Linked DNA regions of Arabidopsis thaliana: region 2 is linked to region 1. A link is a contact called in public targeted proximity ligation data. All regions are on one chromosome and are shown on one strand. The core of a region is the stretch at or near the end of the contact, and the rest is flanking DNA. Distances in the headings are between cores, read along the strand shown.

What was found.
Region 2: a contact with region 1 is called in a targeted proximity ligation map of shoot, with 10 read pairs. A contact is called at or near these places in 1 of 26 Hi-C or Micro-C datasets (root) and 1 of 2 datasets of targeted methods (shoot).

What each region holds. Positions count from the first base shown.
Region 1 is chr1:12,140,667-12,147,408 of TAIR10.1, forward strand. AT1G33470 (RNA-binding (RRM/RBD/RNP motifs) family protein) reads left to right here and starts at 3,774. Exons shown (of 6, transcript NM_103072.3): 1 at 3,774-4,121; 2 at 4,208-4,340; 3 at 4,687-4,813; 4 at 4,908-4,944; 5 at 5,018-5,276; 6 at 5,349-6,542. The coding sequence starts at 3,966. The coding sequence ends at 5,374. AT1G33475 (SNARE-like superfamily protein) reads right to left here. Exons shown (of 1, transcript NM_148505.4): 1 at 6,522-6,742. It also overlaps the pseudogene AT1G33460.
Region 2 is chr1:12,173,960-12,180,701 of TAIR10.1, forward strand. It overlaps AT1G33590 (Leucine-rich repeat (LRR) family protein), which reads left to right and starts at 3,714. Exons shown (of 1, transcript NM_001333054.1): 1 at 3,714-5,669. The coding sequence starts at 3,718. The coding sequence ends at 5,262. It also overlaps the pseudogene AT1G33570, the pseudogene AT1G33580 and a transcript of AT1G33600 not described here.

The sequences.
Region 1 (6,742 bases), core at 2,524-5,023:
CGCCAAGCGATAGTGTAAAACATTGGAATAACAAAATCTTCAACATCCTTACCCACATCATTGATGGCCGCATAGGCATGTTCACACGGAATCCCTGTGACTTGCCATTTGCAGCAAGAGCAATCCCACTCCTCAGTTTTCAAGCTCACAGCATTAGAATTCCCATCAAACCAAACCTCAAATTTCTCATGCGTTCCTTTGGTCACTTCACATTTAACAGCAAGTTCCCACTCCTCTTTCAGAATCTCTGAGACATACTCAGATATCTTCTTCTTCCATTTCCCTATCTTCGCCTTTCTCTTACTTATACGTGCCATAGCTTGTCTCCTAATTGTTTCCATCATAGGCACCAATGCCTTGGCCCTAGCTTTGACAATTGTGGCATTGAAAGACTCTGTTGCATTGTTGTCTACATCCTCACAGTAGCTGCCTATTCTAAACCAAGATCTGCACCAAGTATTTGGTTCTTCCTTCATGACATCCTCATACAAAGACATGATGTAAGCTCTCATCTCATTGAGATTAGCTTTGTATTGTGTATCACTGTAACTCCATGCTAGATTCCATACAAACTTCTTCAACAAATCTAATGAACCATGTCGTTTTTTCAGATTCTCCACTATATGCTTCACACAAGGTCTGTGTTCAGCATTTGGCAATGCATTCTTGACAGCACTAATAATCCCCTGTCAAATACAAACACATTAGCATCTATAAAGCACTATCATCTATACATAATTAAATAATCAGACATAAGATAATACTAACCTTGCAACGATCTGATATGACCACATAGCCACTGCCATCCTTTAGTTCCAAGTCATGCTTCAGCTGATTCAAAAACCAGAGCCAATTCTCTGCATTCTCAAACTGAACAGTTGCCCACGCCACTGGATAGATTTGGTTGTTCGCATCATGAGCTATAGCAGTGAGCAGACATCCCTTAACCGCATGCTTCAAAAATGTTCCATCTATCCCAATGAGAGGCCTACAGAAGTAAAACGCATTCTTCATTGCTCCAAAACAAACATAAATCCGGTTGAAGACATCATTCTCGTTTGCATCCCTAATGGTATCAACAATTGCAGTTGATCCTTTGTTTGTACTCAAGATTTCTGCCACATAGCCTCGAAGGTGTGCAAACTGTTGGGCATATTCTTCTTTCAGCCACTTAAGAGCTAGAAGTCTTCCATCTTGCACTTGTCCAATAGTACTAACTAGCTTCCATTGCTCCTTGATATGCCTCTGAATGTCAAGAGGCATGAAATTAGGCTGCAACCTTAGCTTATCCATAAACAATCTACCAATCACTCTCCTCTTCAACAGCTTGCATTTTCCATTAGAAGTACAAGAATGATCCAGACATTTGGTCTTCAAAACCCACAATTGCCTCTCGTGAGAGTATGAGGCATAGACATACCATTCACACTCCTTCCTTTGAGCACATCTAAAGCTAATTTTATCTTTTTCCCACCTATTTTGTTTAGCATTTATCCTATGCTTCATTGCATAATGCAAGACAACCTCTTTGAATTCAAAACCAGTGAAGAATGTTCTGCCTATAGCTAACCTATCATCCGAAGCTAACCTAATCTTCCTATCTCTAGTGATCACATGATCTTCTTCTTCATTATCACTTTCTGGTATTTCGTTCCTTCTAATCTTTAACTCATCATACCACATAGCTACTGCTTCCTCTATCTCGAACTCAAACCTCTCGGCCAAATCTTCTTCCGGCTCATCCTTCTTCTGTTTTCTCCTCTTCTTTTGACCTTCTTCAGCCTCTTCCTCCTTTCTTTTCTCTTCTCTCGTCCTCTTCTTTTGACTTTCATCTCTGTCTCCATCGTCTTCTAGATTGATGTCTCCATCAGACGCTATATCACCATCGTCTTCTCTATTCTCCTCTCCATCAGATTCTCTGTCTCCATCTATCCCGACGTCGTCTCCCTCAACTCCGGTGGCTTCGTCCTCCTCGACTCCGCTATCACCACTATCACTTCCATCGTCGGCTTCAATGTCACTCTCTGGAGGTTCGAAATCGGGGTCATCTGGATCGATTTGGTAAATCAATCCTTCCTCCCACCAATTCTTCATTTCTCCCTATTCGAAACCCAAATCGAGACCCAGAAATTCGAATCGAAGAAGAAAACCCCAAATCTCCTTTTGTCTTTCTCTCTCAAGAACCCTAATTTCACAGTGTCGAGATTAAAGAAGAACGACCAAATCGATTTGAGAGTTAAAGAAGAATGAAAACGACATCGTTTTCTTTCTCTTTTTGATGAGTTAAACGAAATGAAAACGACGTCGTTTTCTTAACGGGTCTGGGTATTAGTCGGGTTAATCGCAATCGCGGTACAGTAAACGCAGATTTGTGGTTAATCCCGGTTAAATGAATGGTTCAATTGGAAATGTATGTTTAAGCATGAATTCGAAAGTAGATAATGTAATTTTGAGGAATATGAAAGTTGATGGTGGAAATTTAAGGGCCCAAAAGTCCGGGGTGAAAGCTGAGAATCGAAATAATTTATGGCTCAAAAATCAGTCATACTAACATTGTAATACAAAACATGATTTTGTAAGATTGATCTAGTTTTAGAAAAATCACTTTTGGCTGAAGATAATAGGACCGACTTTTTCTTGTTGTAGTTGTGAGATCTCATAAAGAAGAATTATAGACTTAAGTGTTATATTAACCAATTTTTAATTTAATTCTTCATATACATTATCTATCTTATTAAGTTTGGCTGGAAAAATCTGTAAGTCAGTAAATGTTTACTTCAAAATGTAGAATTCATAATTTTGTATTTAGAATAGTAGAATTTATCTCCAAATTAGTAAACTAGATTTTAGATTGTCATGAAAAGTGATACAAACCAATAATTTTTTTGTAAACTAAGATAGTGGAAAAATCTGTAAGTCAGTAAATTTTTTTGTAAACGAAGACCAATAATTCTTCATAATTTTTTTTAACGAATAGAAAATTAATAAGCGTTATAGTTAAAAACAGGAAGGAATAATGATATTAAAAAAAAAACTATTTGTAAACTAAGATTACCTTTTTCGTAACATTTTGCTCATTTTTTTTTGTAAATGAATGTAAATCGGCATAATTTTAATCACTAAAATTCTGAAATATTTTGCTAACTATCAATCAATTTTAGATTTGATTTGATTTACATATAAATATGTAGGCTAACACATTAAATCATGTTCTAAGAAATATGCATATGCATGAATCATTTGATGTCTTACAAATAAGTTACACAACTTGTGTGCAATCATAATATGGATTCTTATGAAGATAATAAAAAATTAAAAGGTTGGTATATTAATTTTTTTGACCAACTTTTGTGAAAATGTTAAAATGCTAAATATATTCAGTAGTTCAACTTATTTTGAGGGATATGTAAACTAAAAAAAAAAAAAAACTCTTTTGAGCTATAATTTAATATTGGTCAAAAAAAAATGTATTTTTTTATATATAGTATATCTCTGTTAGTTATATTTTTTTTTTTTTGTGTATGTTATTTCTCGGTTAGTTATTTGCTAAGGGAAAGTTTTTTTTGTTGAATATCTTTTTTTGGTAGAATTAAAAATACAGAAAATTTCAATTTTAAGATTTTCCACCAATATAAAAGACCAAAAATTAAATAATAGCTAAAATAAATGTTTTCCAACTGTAAATCTATTTTACAGAGTGGATCCGACCAACAAGAAAAAAGTGTACAAAAACACACAGTGACCGTACATAAAATAAAAAAAATGTCATTGATATTTGTGAAAAGCTAAGTTAAATAATTCAATGAGTGTGTCCCCAAATTCTCTCTTTTTTCCCTGAGACTTTTCCTTGAATCCTCTTCCCTCCTCCTTCTTCTCTCTCTCTCGTTTCTCAACTACCGTCTCTCTGCTTCTTCTGTTCCCAAAACCGGAAACTTTACTTCGTGGAATTTTCCCTTGTTTCTGAAATGGAAGACACAACATTTACCAAAGTGTTCGTTGGAGGATTAGCTTGGGAAACACACAAAGTCTCTCTCAGGAATTACTTTGAACAGTTTGGTGACATTGTTGAAGCTGTCGTTATCACTGATAAATCTAGTGGTAGATCTAAAGGCTATGGCTTTGTAAGTTTCTTCTTCTTCTTGTTTCTTTTTACTTTGGAGATTTGTTATAGCTTCAAGCTCACGGGTTCTGTTTTTTTTTTGTAAAGGTTACTTTTTGTGATCCGGAAGCAGCTCAGAAAGCTTGTGTAGATCCAGCTCCTGTTATTGATGGAAGAAGAGCTAATTGTAATCTTGCTGCTTTTGGTGTTCAGAGATCCAAACCTTCTTCTCCTATTCATGGTACTTTTAGGTTTCTGTCTTTTGATACTTTACTTTTGAAAACCCTACATCAAGAGTATATGTAAATCCATGGATCTTGCTGGAATTGTATGTCTTGAATCACATGTCTCACATATTAGTAGCAAAGTTAGATACTTTATGAATTGTCTTACTTTATTGTTTGAGGTATAGCTTCATCTTGATTCCTTAGTTGATTCAGTAAAGCCATTTTCTTGCTCACTAGTCTTTATAATTCTTCTGCAGACTACACTAGTTAGTTAAATCTTCTGGTTAAATATGTTGTGTTTTGTTCTTGTCTGAAAGCAAATGTTTGAGAGGAGATTCTCATGTTGTTGTGTTATGGCAGGACATGTAGGAGGAAGAGGCATGAAGGTGACTAGCCCTTTCAAGACACACTTTGGGACCGCGGCTACTGCTATTCCTTCCCCACTTCCATTCTCCCACTACACACTTCCTTACACTAATCCTTTTGGGTACTCCACGTTTAATCTCTTACTTGATTTTTCTATACTCATCACTCTACTTAGACTGATAAATCCTCTGTTTGGTTTCATTAAACTTTCTTAGGTTCTCTTCATACTCAATGGATTACAATTACCCCACGGTATGTATATTGTAAGAGTCTCTCCCTACTCTACTCTTATCTCTTATAGCTTATTGGATTATTGTTTTTACAGCAGAGCTATTACAATGTTTATGGAGGGGCAACTGCTCAGCATCCAATGTATGGAAGCGGACCAATGACTGGTGTAGCAGCAGCACCAGCAGCAGGGTTCTACCCATATCTCCAGTTTGCTGAAGGAAATGGACCTGTCACTGGTTATGCTCCCCTCCACTACCCCAACCACATGTTTCACTATTCTGCTCCCGGGGGAAACTACCCGCATCACAATGGTTCACCAGTGTCTCTTGCACCTTCACCAGTCATACCATCAGGTTAGTTTCTTTATATTTTTTCGTTGTTCATACACAACATGGAAAACTAGAGGTACTGATGTTCTCCAGCAGTTTGCTTTGCAGTTCCACAGGCTTGACCATGAAGGCTCGTGGTTCATAGTTCCATGATGCTATGTAGGGGACCAATTCATTTAAATCCTTAAGGCAAAGCTTTGTTTACTACTTTCATCCACATGCCTCTGAAGTTTCACAAGACCTGTGGCCTAACCATGGTTGCCCTTTTCCCTTTATGCTTCTAACCCATTAGACAAAGAAGCCCATAATTTGGAGTTTGGGCGTCTTTGCAAGTTCTAGTTAAGTCTCACATAGGGGTTTAACTAGGACCATCTTCATACACATTACTCATCTTTTCATTTTATTCATTGCATTACCTGCTTTCTGAACGAAGGTTTCGTTCAAGATAGCTTGTTCGAGCTGTAGAAGTAAACAGTTACCGTCTTTTGCACAGTGCCTCGCAAAGGCAAGCAATTTTGTAGAAAAACTTAAAAACTTAGGATTGGCTGATCAACAAGAAAGGAAATAAGGATTTCCCGGGAAAGGCACAAGAAGTGAATTGCCACCACCTGGAAGTGTTGAAGTAGTGTGTGCAAAGGTGTGCACACTACTTCACGCTATATCCATTTTAATGTGCAGTCTTAGGATTATTAGATCTAGGACCATGTTGTTACACATTGTCTTGTAGTAGAACGCTAGAACATAAACTTCCTTTGAGGATAAAGGAATTGCTAACACATGTATATTCTCGGTGGCTAAGCTTTGGAGTTATAGCCACACTTGAGCTAACTTAGATTAAGATCATTTTTAAGATTCAAAATTTAGATTGCTCATCATATCTTGAACCAACCCCACTAATGGATTGTGGGGTTCTTGCATTTGCATGTATTTTTGCCTCTTGGGAGATATTTTGGTTCCCTTTAGGTTCTTCTCATAACAATCAACCAAACCAGTTGACCAACCATGGTTAGGAATTTCAGGTGAGAGGTATTCATCACCTCTTTATCTCTCTTTTGTACTTCTTTCCTCTATTTCTTCAAGACTAAAAACTCTCTTTTTATGTAATTTGTTGTTATATCTTGTAAGCTGTGTGTTTCTGATTCTATGTAAGAAAACTAAAAGCTTTCAGTTTCCATCCTCGGTGGTTGGAAAATGAAACTGTGATTGCAATATTTTACTTTGATCTGATATATAATCCTCTTGTATGAGGTTATGACAATGTCTCCTACTATATGAATCCCTACTTTCATTATCTTGATGCCAAGAGGCCTTACTACAATCATTCAGCAACAGACTGGTTTTTATGTACAACTATAAGAACAAAATCATCATATTATACACAAACCAACGTAGGAACTTGAGACCTATACCTAATATACAATCAACAATGCTGCAGAATATTTCAAACTGCAATCTCTACAACATAACTGCAGAAGAGGAAAATGCATATG
Region 2 (6,742 bases), core at 2,464-4,963, 33 kb after region 1:
CACAAAGAAGTTGTGGCGTTTGACACTGACTTCACAACAACAGCCGCAGCATTACGTCCAAATGGAATCCGTCCAATCTTGTACATTTGTTCAGCAGAACAGAATTCACCTTCACCTACAACAACATCATCATCTGAGCACCAATCAAGTAACTGACATCGAACTCCTGCACTAACATTACTTAGAAACCTCTTCAACATGTTCCTGACAAAAACAATGGAATTAGTAACATATAACATTCAATTTTGCTTAATAGCACGTGTATTCAGTTAGATAATTTACCTTTTTGGTAGCTAAGCCACTAACTACATTTTGCAAGTCCTCAAGCTTTGTCAGCAAATCAGCTTGTGTAGCTTCAAGCTTCTCCACATGTGAATCTCTAGCTAACATGAATGCTAACTTAGTTGCAGTGACTCCTCTGCTCATACCTCTAAGTCTTCCAGGCTTGTCTTTACCTAATACTTGACTCACAACATCTTCTTTAAGATAGGTGAATGATGATGAGTCCATTTCACTATCCATAGATTTGATTTTTTCCTGAAACAGAATGTAATGACAATAAGTACTAGCAAAACAAAAAAAGAAAGCAAGTTAATGATTGTCTTACAATCGTCTCTGCAAATTCAGGGTTGACAGGTCTCCCATCTGAGTGTGTATGACCTGTTATCCAAACCTTACTTCTTGTCACCAATTTAGGGTTGGAACTCTTTTTTTCTACAAAACAGATAGTGATTAGTTGATGGTAACCAATTTACACAAGCTTAATTGATTACAGAGTGGACATATACTATACCATCTCATGGGCTAGACGAATCATTCCTTTGCGGCTGGTGGTGTGTGGAATCTGTGCCTAAGAGTGAAACTTTCCTTTAAGAATGAGTCATAAACTTGAATACCATCACTCCACAAATCCTTTAAGTCATCTATCAATGGGGCTAGATAGACATCTATGTTATTGTTGGGTGTTGTAGGTCCAGGTATCAAAAGAGTTAACATGATATTTTCTGCCTTCATACACATGGTTGGAGCCATGTTGTAGTTAACTAGTAAAACTGGCCATGTACTATACTTAGTGTTCTGAATAGAGAACGGATTCATCCCATCAGTTGAAAGTCCTAGTCTAAGGTTTCTTGGTTCAGCAGCAAACTGAGGCCATTTATAATTCACTTGAGCCCAAGCTAAAGAGTCTACTGGATGTCGCATTGTACCATCATCACTAGCATTGCTAAAATGCCACCTTAAGTCCTCAGCCATTTTCTTGGATCTAAACATTCGCTTGAATCTATCTTTGATGGGAAAATATCGAAGTACCTTAGCTGGAATCCCCTTCTTCTCTTCACCAGTGTGTTTATCCCTTTCCCATCTGAAAGCACTGCATCTAGGACAAGTATCCCTCAGCTCATACTCCTTTCTGTATAAGATGCAATCATTCGGACAAGCGTGAATGATATCATACCCAAAACCAAACATCTTCAAGAATTTTTTGATCTCATTTGTTGAAGTTAGAAGCACATTCTCTCCTGGTAAGATGTCGTGCACTAAACTCAAAAGTTGATCAAAGTAATTCTCAGACATCCCACTCTTTACTTTAATGCGGTAAAGCCTCATAATTGCAGACACCTTTGTGTACTTGGGACACCCATAATATAATGGAGTTTCAGCATCCTTCAACTTCTCTCTAAAGTCAGATTCTTCTTTAGTTGATGGCTCCTTACTATCATTTTCATTCTGATTCTGAGAATCAGAATGGTCTTCTCCATCAAAATAAGCTGTTCTTATCAACTCATAAGCTCCAAATTCACTACTAGACTCAGCTTCTAACTTATCAGCCCGTATCTCCCCATGCTTACTCCAACATCCATTTCTCTTGTATTTATGATTCATTCCTTTAATAACCAGATGTTCCAAAACAGTATCAATTGGTTGATGACACAGATTCCGGCAATCCGTACATGGACAAAACATTTCAGAAGGATCTCCCAAACGTCTCGATGATGCGTAAACAAATTTTGTTGCTCCTTTCTCGTACTCAATGCTATTCCTTGGCAGCCATACCCAACTCTTATCCATTTTTGAAACACCAACAAGCTCCAACCCCATATATATGATAATATTTATATATATATATATATATATATATATATATATATATTAGTTAACAGAGATACAAGAACAAAGACACAAAGAGAAATTTCAAAAACAAAAATTCAATACTATCAAAGCTATATTGAATACAAGAACCACATAAACTCAAAGCTACACGTATACTAAGAACCACAGAAATTAACTCAATTCGATACAAGTGAATCACATAAATAGTCAAGTTCCATTGGATACAAGTGAAAAGTCACAGAAATAGTCAACTTCTAATCGATACAAGTCAATAGTCACTGAAAATAGTCAAGTTCTAATCAATACAAGTGAATACAAGCTATCAAAGCTATTTGAAACTCAATTCGATACAAATGAATGCTCACTATCAAAGCTATATGAAACTCAATTCGACACATGAGAATAGTCAAGTTCAAAGCTATATGAAACTCAAAATCGATCTAAGAACCACAGAAATCGATCTAAATAACATACTTGTCAAAGAGAAGCCACTGAAATCTTTGAGAAACGCGGATAGCGAAAGCCCCAAATCGAAACCCCTAAATCTGAGAAACCTGAAAATCAAACCCTAAATGTGATTAAAACCCCAAATCGAAACTCAAACCAGACAATTTCACAATGCAAACCCTAAATCGATTACAAAAGAAACATAACCTTCTCGATTTAGAACCAGATCTGTGACTGAGAAGCTGAAGAGTACCAAAAGAGATTGAGGCGTTGAGCAAGAACACGAACAGAGACGGGAGAGAGACAGACAGCTGAAGAACACGAACACAAACAGAGAGAATTGAAAAAGAGAATTGAAAGAGATGAAGAACAGTGAGATGAAAAACAGTGAGAACACGAACAATGTTTTTTGGCCTTAGAAAAAAATTTCGGGGTTAAAAGTCACCAAATATTTTATTCTCCAACGAGCAAAAAAATTTCATTCCGCGCTACTATATTAGGTAGCGGTTTTTGTAAATTAGTGCTATCGAATAATAACCCCTAATCTAAAAATATTGACCCGAGTCATTTTATTTCCCGGGGTAAGATAGTATAACGTTTTGAAAACCAAACGTTATAACGTTTTAGCTGGTTAGTAAATTATAGCAGAACACGATTAACTGCTACAATATAATATTATAAATGCTCAATATTCTTCTAGTAATTTTAATATTAATAAGGAGGTCTTGTATAAACTGATTGTTTCCTGGAAGTGTTATTGCATCGCCAAAAACAGTTGGCGGAAGTCCAGCCCAGTCATGTATTGGAACATCAATTACTCTGTTCTTGCTGTTAGAATCGTTTGGCTCTTGAGTCTATGACAGTTTCTTTTGTCGGAAATGTTGTGAAAAATAAAAATACTATGACTTACTGGAGTTTCAAAATATAACCAAAAAAAACGAAAATATATTATAAGAAGTCTGAAAAAAGTAGAATTTTGTTTTTAGCAAAACATTAAGACGTGTTAATTGTCAAGAGAAGACCTATGCATATATAATAGTCAAGAAAAGACAAACTATAATAAAAATCTAATGAAACTGTCTTTTTCAAGTGTGTCGGGGAAAAATGATAAATTCGACCACGATTACGGATACCACTAATAATTATGGTCACATGCAGATGCAAATGGATTGGTCAAAAACGTCAACTTTGACTTCGCAGCTCTCAAGTAATCTTTTCCCCACTACTAATAGCTCTCTTCTCTCAATCAACACAACACAATTCACCACCATGAACTCTTCCTTTACTCTCTTCATCTTTACCTTCGTCATCTTCCTCCAATGTCTAAATCCCACCGGAGCTGCCACGTGTCATCCTGATGATGAAGCGGGTCTTCTAGCTTTCAAAGCGGGTATAACCCGAGATCCTTCGGGTATTCTCAGTTCTTGGAAGAAAGGTACCGCTTGTTGTTCTTGGAACGGTGTCACTTGTCTCACCACTGACCGTGTCTCTGCACTCTCTGTCGCTGGACAAGCCGATGTTGCTGGAAGCTTCCTCTCCGGCACTCTCTCGCCGTCGTTGGCTAAACTCAAGCACCTTGATGGGATTTACTTCACCGATCTCAAGAACATCACTGGTTCTTTTCCTCAATTCCTTTTCCAATTACCAAATCTTAAGTACGTATACATTGAGAATAACCGTCTCTCTGGTACTCTTCCGGCTAACATCGGTGCGCTAAGCCAGCTTGAAGCGTTCAGCCTCGAGGGAAACCGGTTCACCGGTCCGATCCCGAGCTCGATATCTAATTTGACTCTGTTAACTCAACTCAAACTCGGCAATAATCTCCTAACCGGAACTATACCGTTAGGGGTCGCTAATCTCAAGCTCATGTCGTATCTCAACCTTGGAGGTAACCGTCTCACTGGAACCATTCCAGATATTTTCAAATCCATGCCAGAGCTCCGATCTTTAACTCTCTCCCGCAACGGATTCTCCGGGAATCTTCCTCCGTCCATTGCATCACTCGCACCGATTCTTAGGTTCCTCGAGTTAGGCCATAACAAACTCTCCGGGACGATTCCAAACTTTTTATCAAACTTCAAGGCGCTCGACACATTGGATCTCTCCAAGAATCGGTTCTCGGGTGTCATACCGAAGAGTTTCGCCAATCTGACCAAGATATTCAATCTTGATCTCTCCCATAATCTTCTAACCGATCCATTCCCTGTCTTGAACGTTAAAGGCATTGAATCTTTGGATCTTTCTTACAACCAGTTTCACTTGAATACGATCCCGAAATGGGTGACTTCGTCGCCGATCATCTTCTCGTTGAAGCTAGCAAAATGCGGGATCAAGATGAGCTTAGACGATTGGAAGCCAGCGCAAACATTCTACTATGATTTCATCGATCTGTCGGAAAACGAGATCACAGGGAGTCCAGCAAGGTTCTTGAACCAAACAGAGTATCTAGTGGAGTTCAAGGCAGCGGGTAACAAACTACGATTCGATATGGGGAAGCTAACGTTTGCAAAGACGCTGACAACTTTAGATATATCAAGGAACTTGGTATTTGGGAAGGTGCCGGCAATGGTGGCTGGACTAAAGACATTGAACGTGAGTCACAACCATCTTTGTGGAAAGCTTCCAGTAACAAAGTTCCCGGCCAGTGCGTTTGTGGGTAATGACTGTCTTTGCGGCTCTCCTCTTTCTCCTTGTAAAGCTTAAGCGGCAAGAAAGCTACAACTGGTAGTTGGATATTTACCGTGACCAATAAAGTTTAGCTCCAAATAAAATTTGTATTAAAAAGATTACAACAAATAAAGTAGTTTTATGTTATGAAGAAGCTTCATTCTAACAATATGTATTAGTGAAAGTACTCAAAGTAGTATTTAAGTTCTCAACTATTATGCATTTTTTATATAGCAGCTAAAATATTACTTTAACATGATAGAAAAATGATTTTAAAAAATAGAAGGAAAAACAGAGTAGTATTCTGATACAACATGCTCCAATTTATGTAACTTTTGCTTATATATTAAACTGATTATGTAGTATGCAACTCTTGGCTAATCTGTTCTCAATTCAGAATAGTCGCAACAAATGATGCAGTAAATAATCTATGTTTACTGGAATTTAACTCGCTCTATACAAAAAAAGAAAGAAAGTTATAGTGATATCTTATTTAGAACTATGCGTAATTTATTATTCTTCAGTGTTCTATAATTGGTTAACAAAAACCTAGTGATGAAAACAAGAGGAGTCCTTACTAGATAGATGCATATAACTTCATCACTACAAAATTTATTTGATCACAAATAACACATACCAAACAACAAACCAAGTAATCGATATATACTAGTATCAAACCTCTTTTTTCTCTTTACATACACATAACACAAGGTCATCCACAGGACATATAGCGTCTGCATTGAGGAATTAGACCATCTCTGAAGTAGGTTTCAACTTAGTATTGTTTTTTTTTTTGTCTAAAACACTAAAGTTCGATTAGACTAATGCATCCATATTCAATGAGACAAAGACATAGTAAACCAACCTAGAAAAATTATTCAAAAACTATACAAAAAAAGATAGTTTGAGTAATTGGTTCTTCCAAAACAAGACTAATGCATGCAGCATCTTAAAACTTCACCACCATAAACGAAAATTGAGTAATTGGTTCTTCCAAAACAAGCTAAGATTCCACTATAATTTCTTACGATAAACAAATAGATAAAGCTACTTATGTTAATGTTGGATTACGCTAAGAAAATTAAGGCATGAATCTATCGGCCCATCTCGAGGCCAACTTAGTCCACAATCTGGATCATTGTACTTAGATATATTTGACTTTTATTTTGTGGTCAATAATGTACATATTGTTAGACAAAAATAACATGTTAATAAATATTTTTTTTTTTTCAAAAATAACGTACATTTTGAGAAAACATAAATGAAATTTCTTTCCAAACTAAGTTTCATAATAGCCCAAAATATTATTTAAACATGATAGAAAACAATTGTAATTTGACAACAAAGTTCTAGAAAAATAAGATACATAAATCCTTTATCTATAATCATCAAAATATTATAAAAATCTGATGAAAGAAACTGTCTCTTTCGAGGGGTTGAGAGATAATAAATTCGACAACGATTACGGATATTACCACAACTTATTGCCACCACATGAACATGAATTGGTCAAAAT